Regions from separate parts of the Mus musculus genome. Here region 2 is linked to region 1. Evidence: chromatin contacts called from public Hi-C data. All regions are on one chromosome and are shown on one strand. Each heading gives the region's core, a stretch centred on a gene start, on an enhancer-like site or on the middle of the called end of the contact. The rest is flanking DNA. Distances are from core to core; before and after follow the strand shown.

Evidence for each region. Hi-C and Micro-C count contacts between places; a contact is called where the count stands out from the background.
Region 2: a contact with region 1 is called in a Hi-C map of uterus, with 5 times the contacts expected there. The contact joins two enhancer-like sites. A contact is called at or near these places in 1 of 484 Hi-C or Micro-C datasets (uterus) and 1 of 9 other capture datasets (embryonic stem cells).

The regions. Positions count from the first base shown.
Region 1 is chr11:18,009,272-18,012,708 of GRCm38.p6, forward strand. No RefSeq gene overlaps it. Among named protein-coding and RNA genes, the nearest start is that of Gm31505, 11 kb to the left of the region's middle. Within about 2 kb of position 2,015, at least 35 of the 459 cell types and tissues checked have an H3K27ac peak or open chromatin away from gene starts, as enhancers often do. A contact at or near this core is called in uterus, where this site is marked.
Region 2 is chr11:19,735,306-19,738,449 of GRCm38.p6, forward strand. The region is part of intron 1 of Gm39602 (a long non-coding RNA gene); the gene reads right to left. Among named protein-coding and RNA genes, the nearest start is that of Gm39602, 5.8 kb to the right of the region's middle. Within about 2 kb of position 1,771, at least 35 of the 459 cell types and tissues checked have an H3K27ac peak or open chromatin away from gene starts, as enhancers often do. A contact at or near this core is called in uterus, where this site is marked.

The sequences.
Region 1 (3,437 bases), core at 765-3,264:
CTAAGATAGAATATTACAATATTTAATTTACAATATTGAGTTTACAATTTACGATACTTGCGTATTACATATTTGAAACACATTGACTTAGGAGTACTCATTAGCTTCAGCTGACTAATTCAGATAACTTAAATTTAGGACAAGGTCCGTCATTTAGTCTTTATTTGTTCTTTTTATGTCTTTGGCTATTTTGCCTGCATGTGTCTGTGTATCACTAGCATTGCTGGTACCCATGGAGGCCAGAAGAGGACCCTGCATTTCTTGGAACTAGAGCTATTGGATGGTTGTGAGCTACCATGTGGGTGCTGGGGATCGAACCCAGGTCCTCTGCAGGTCAGCAAGTGTTCTTTACCATTAAGCCATCACTTCACCTCTTACCCTGAAAGCACAGAGGTCAGCTTGTTTGCTGATTTGTTCCTAGTTGCAAATGTGACACGAAGAATTCGATGGAGGACTTTTCCCCTCCTTTTCTCGAATTTTCTTCTTCTGTAATTTCAAAAACATGTCAAGTAAATCATTTGTCTAATATCCTAAATTACGGCAAAATGGCTAAAGATAGGAACATTTTGGACTTGTAAAATTTTTACGTTAAAGTGAAGGTATGAAAACCTGTCAAAGTAATTTTGTTCTATCTAGTCAGTAGAAAGTGTTTGGAAACTTGGACTGCATTTTCTTTACCCTCTTCCAGGTTTCTCTGCATAGATTCTTGGTTTTTCATCAAGAGAAGCTTTAGTCATGTTAATTCACCTCTGTACAACCTGTTTTCTGTCTGATTTTTTTTTTTTTAATGCCCCAGTCACTGGCTCCAGAGCAGCAGTAGGCATCGGTCTCTTTGATTCTCTGTGGTATTTTCCCCAGGATTTCTTCCCACATTGCTGTACAGTAAGATTTCTATTTTATTGAAGAATTACCTACTTTTAGCAACAAAGAAATGATTATCATTACTCTGTAAAAGCAGTAGTGCTAAGAATATTTCTAAGCAAAACGCTATAGAAAAAGCAAACAGTATAAAGTAGCTCTTTCTATTCTCTGACAGACCATGAGTTCAAAAAAAAAAATCTTGTTCTTCCCCAAGTTATATTTTAAAGGGGTTAAGCAATCATTCAGATAATCGGACTTCATTGCTTTGAAATTTTATCAAAGTGTCCTCAATCCTTGAGCTGATATCCAGGTCCATTTTGCCAATCGGATAAAGCCTCTTAGATCTTTTTCCTAGAGGCATGAGTGGTTAACTTGATCTTATTGTGCTTCGAAAGAGTCTGTGCTACGCATCATTTTTCATAAGTGCGATTTGTTGTGTTAGGAAAACTCCAGAGAGACTCCTTGTTAGAATGGATTTTGGCTGCCAAGGGCACATTGCTACTAGAACCTCCTTTGTTTTATAGTGAATGAGTTTTAGAAATGTTCTCTGCTTAACCATAAGAGAAACAGAGCAAGGTGAGGGGGAAATTAGCATATGGGGAAATAAAGACTTTATTTCTCAGATTTGGGATGATTTTAAAAGCAGAAGATCAGGGAAGCTAGGCTTGGTGGTGCATACCTTTAATCCTAGCACGCTAAGGTAGAGGCAGAAGCAGGGGGATCTCTGAGAGTTCTCATCTATTTAAGAAATTCCAGGTCAACCAGAGCTAGGAAGTGAAGCCCTGTCTTTAAATAAACAAGGGTGGGCGGGGGGGGGGGAACTGAAAAAAAAAAAGATAAGAGGAAACTATTAACAAAGACCAGCCCTAAGAAAATTCCTTATTTGGAAGCATTGCTTTCATTAAGACTCTTATTCTTCCCCCTCCCCCTTACGTCTCCTTCTCTCCTCCTCCTCCTTACTGCCCCTCCCTCTCGACCCATCCTTAGAAGGTAAAAGGTTTGAAGACAGCTGCCTCCTTTTATTTTACCTTTGTAAAGGCCAGCGATCCCAAGCGCCCACTTGTATCCAGACCAAGACTCACAGCCTTTGCCTGGAAAGAGCACTAGGTGGTGCCCATTTACTTTGCAGTGGAAAGGGGATTCCCCAGGGGAGCAACTCTGGGGAAACTCATCCGGCCCCAGCCTCCTCAGTCAGTGAGAAGTCCTCCTCTAAGAGGTGGTCAGGAGAATGAATGGTGTCCTGTTTTTTTCTCACTTCCTTAAAGCATACCGGACTTGCCCTTTTAGGACACAGCTTTCGTTTAGAGAGAGTGTGTGTTTGCAAATGTGGGGGTGGGAGTAGAGGGGCCTCAAACATCCCCTTTGGAATGAGAAGAGGAATAAAGGCTGCGCCCTCCATCTGTGTGCATAAACAGCACAGCCCGAGTCTCTTGCCAAGACTGCGGTCCTGCCAGATCATCTGGGCATCACGGTGCACATGCTCGCCTTATTTTTCTGCTTTGCCTATAATAAAGCCGTAAAAAATCGAAGAAAGGTGACTCTTAAATTCTACTTTGCATCTTCACAACAATAATTCTTTGTCAAATTAAATCCTGTTAATTTGAAGATTCTGCATCCCAGTGTTAATTTCCACGCCTACTCCTTGATGGGGTGGCTTTCTACTGCTGGGCTTATTCCTTAAAAAATAAAATCTTCTTAGGCTTGCTGAACAGCTTGTTGCTTTGTTTTCAAGGAGAGTAGGTAACTGGCTAAAATGATGTGTTCTCTGTTTTCCTGTTTTCCCCACTCAAGGGGCTGTCAGATCTGTTTTAAAATGTAGAAACACTTGGAAGTTTTCTTTTTTCTTTGTAAAGATCTGTAGCAACTGGCATAATCATGTTAATTGTCACAAAAATGGGAATAAGAGACAATTCATGTAGAAATATATAAAATATTCATCTTTCTGTGACTCTAGTCCCAAAGTTGAGCTGAGTGGAGCTAAGCCCTCCATGTGTTTTTGTTTTGCTTTAAAGAAGGCAAGACAAATGGTTGTCTCAACATCTGACTAGACTCTTCTAGCAAAACCTGGATTCTGTCACGATGAGGGGAGAATAAGACGTAGTTTCAAGAAGTTAAACTAAGGGCAAAGTTTTCTGAAGCCATGAGAACCACTTCTGAGCTCTTGCTGCCGGGTCATATGTCATGGTATGTGGCAGCTGACTGCTCATTAATTCTATTTATATCAGTGTGAGAACCCACCCCACTGAGTACGCATGTGTTAAAATATTCATAAATTATGTTTATTTAGAACAAATATACAATAAATGCCAAAATAAGAGCATTATTTAACCACCAAACTAGCCGACTACTAAATAAGCAAGGCTTTTCACTGCCAATATGGTACAGTGCACTTTGTTAGACTGTCCTATCCAGTATTTCCTTGAGAATGCTCACCTTTTGTTTTCTCAATTCCACAAAGGAAATAGGTTTCACTGAAAGGAATAGAGTTGGGAAACAAAGGATGCTCTGCTACTGAAGAGCAATAATAAATTTGACTAGAGCAAATGAGAAATGCACTTTAGCAATCTAAAATCCAA
Region 2 (3,144 bases), core at 521-3,020, 1.7 Mb after region 1:
AAGCACACACTGCTCTTGCAGAAGACATGAGTTCAGTTCCCAGTGTTGATATTCTGTCTGGACTCCACCCCCAGTTTCCTGGCAGCAGCGAGGTAGGCCTGGCCCACTATAAAAGGGGCTGCTTGTTCTCTTACTCTCTCTTACTCCTGCTCCTCTCCCTTGCCTCTTGCCCCTTGTTCCCCATTCCACACACACACACCCCACACACATGGTCATGGCCTCTATTTCTCTACTCTCTCTTTCTGTCTCTACTACTCTCTTAATTCCCCTCCCCATGCCCTGAATAAACTCTATTCTATACTATACCATCATGTGGCTGCTCCCTCAGGGGGAAGAGATGCCTTGACATGGGCCCACCGAGGGACCCCCTTCCCCCATACCTCAGCACACTCCCATAGAACATTTTAGAGTTCTTTATCGTTTTATAACTATAACACCCAGCACCCATGTAGGATGACTCACAACCACCAGTAATCTAGCTCTAGGGGATCCAATGCCTTCTCCTAGCCTCCTCAAGTACCTACAGACACACACACACACACACACACACACACCACACCACACACAAACACTTTTTTTAATAAAATAAATCTTTAAAAAGTTGAGAATCCTCCTCCGGACAAGGCAGGTCTTTGTGTTGCCCTGTACCTGCCTCTAAAGGAACTCAAGCCTCCAGCTCAGGGACACTGACCCAGTTAGTTAAGTGAGAGTGCCCCACCCACACCCTCACTCCCACCCCTATCACGCTTTTCCACGATCTCCTAACTAGACTCTGATAGAGCAGACTTCCCAGTTACACATCACCACCATGCCTACTGGCCTGAGTCACTTACTCAGTAGCCATACTCCCTTAATAAAGGCAGGACGCAGTAACAAGAAAGCAACAGCCAGTGTATTTGTCAGCTGACATCCACACGTAGCCTCACTCTGTCAACACAGGCACTGTCTACACGGGTGCCTACAACTCCAAGCCCTTCAACATATCTGACTCCTCGAGCCCACGCTTATGGTGTAATTCTATCAAACAGACAGGGACTGGTTGCCAAATACATCCAGGGCCAAGAGATCGCCCTTCACTGTTAGAGGCTCCTACAGCGTGACCAGGAGAACAGCCTCTCCATAACCTAAAAAGGAAAGCAACTCACCCTAAGTCCATGCTTGTATCAAGAGCAGCCTTCTTCAGCATCAACTGCTGTCTTTCATTTGACTCAAAAATATTTTTTAACTAGCAATAAAATGTATTCCACTGTGATCCCATGCTGAGAGAGAAGTCTATACTTGGTGGGAAAGGCCCTCTGTCCCAGCATATTCTTCCAGACTATTACAGAACAGGGAAAACTATATCTGAGAGTTGAGTCCAACCAGAGGCGAAGTCCCAGTCTCTGATTTCATTTAAAAAAAAAAAAAAAGTTCACTGCTGCTCCCCTCCCCCACACTGTGAAAACTACCACCTTCCAGAGATCAATAAAAAAGGTCCCACACAGTTGCAAAAGACAAGGTTTTCTCCCTTTATAAGCACACTTGAAAGATGGGGGGAGGTCTTGAGGGTGAAAGTGATCTAAGGACACTGTGTATATAAAGTTCCTCTAGAACTTGGTTATTTCATTTTTTCTTGGAATAGCACACACTGTGCCTTCTACCCTGAGTAGCTCAAACAGCACCCAGTGTCAAGGCCGAGCCTTTGGTTTTAATCAGGGACTAAAGCCTAGAACGTTAGACAAAGAGAGCAGTTGCTGGTTACAGTACCGAGGGGACCATTAAAGGTGATTTCTCAGTTCGCTGAGCTCACCCTCAGAAACAGCCACATGCTTTGCTGAGAAGCATCCGCAGGACACGGTGCACCTCCCAGCTATTTATTTAACTTTATGTGGCTGTCATAAAACTTTTTTATTTGCTTTCAGTTAGACCATAGGTTTTGACAAGATAAATTTTTATTTAGGTCTTTGCCCAGCTACAATCAGAAACAGGAGACTCACCCTCCAAGGCTGATAGATGGATTAATCAAAGCAATTCCCCGCCCCACGTTCCTTCCAGCAACCACAGGGATCAACACACAGAGTTTTTCCTTAATTAAAGAAACTCAGCAACAAGGTGATTTACCGATGATGGATCTTGCAGGCCCTTTCATTGTGTGGTCACTGTTGGCCACTGTTTGAAATTTACCAACATAAATAAAACCTCTCCATGACTAAACAAAGTTAAAGTAGCAATAAATTGAGGCTGCCATGTCCTCTGAGCTAGATCTGAGGCCAACATAAATACCAGAATGCCTTGGCTGTGACATGCTTGACACAATGACATCATGCACTCCCAGAAGGAACAGCCTCGCCCAAGCCAAAGCCTCAAACCGAACACAATTCCCCTAAATGAATCAAATTGCAATGGTCTAGACTCGCCCGTTCTAAGGACTCCACTCTGCCTTCCTCGCCCTTTTCTGTCGAGCAATCGCATTAAAAATAATCTATACGCTGATCTAAATTTTACTTTTTCTGCACGATTAAATTTTGGCAGGAGTAAATCTCTGCAATTCACACTTCCTGGGAATGTTTGGAAAGTCACTAAAAACTCAGGATTTATCAGCTTAAGGTCCAGCCACTGCCGTGCGACCCTGTGGTCTATCTGCTACTACCTTTAGTGGTGGCCCAGGGCAGTGCTTGCCACAAGACCAACACTCTTCACTTAAAAGTAACTGGGCACCAGCTTCCCTCCCCCAGGCCTTGCTTTGTCCGCATCTAGCAACATGCTGTAATGGAATGCCTCTATGCATCAAGAAAGCCAGCCTACACTGGGGCCCGTCAGCCCTCACACCACTACTCAGAGGAGAGAGGGGAGAAACGTTGAAAATGCACTTGGAGGATGGCAAATTAAAAATGGAGAAAGTCTAATAACTAATTGGTGAAATCATAAAAGCTGCCGTAAAAGACATTTTCCTTAAACTACTTTACACAAGGCTATATAATTTTATGTCACTTTTTATTTATGTTGCTGTAATGAAAGCTGTTCTGGGAGATGAAGGGCTTCTGAAGAGAGAAATTGAACTACTTCTGAGAGGAGGAAAAAGCCTGCAGACCTAGGGCTTGGGACAGATTCCTTCAGAAAGACAGGAGGGCTGGGAGGGCTATCTGTTCACTCCTAAACACCTCT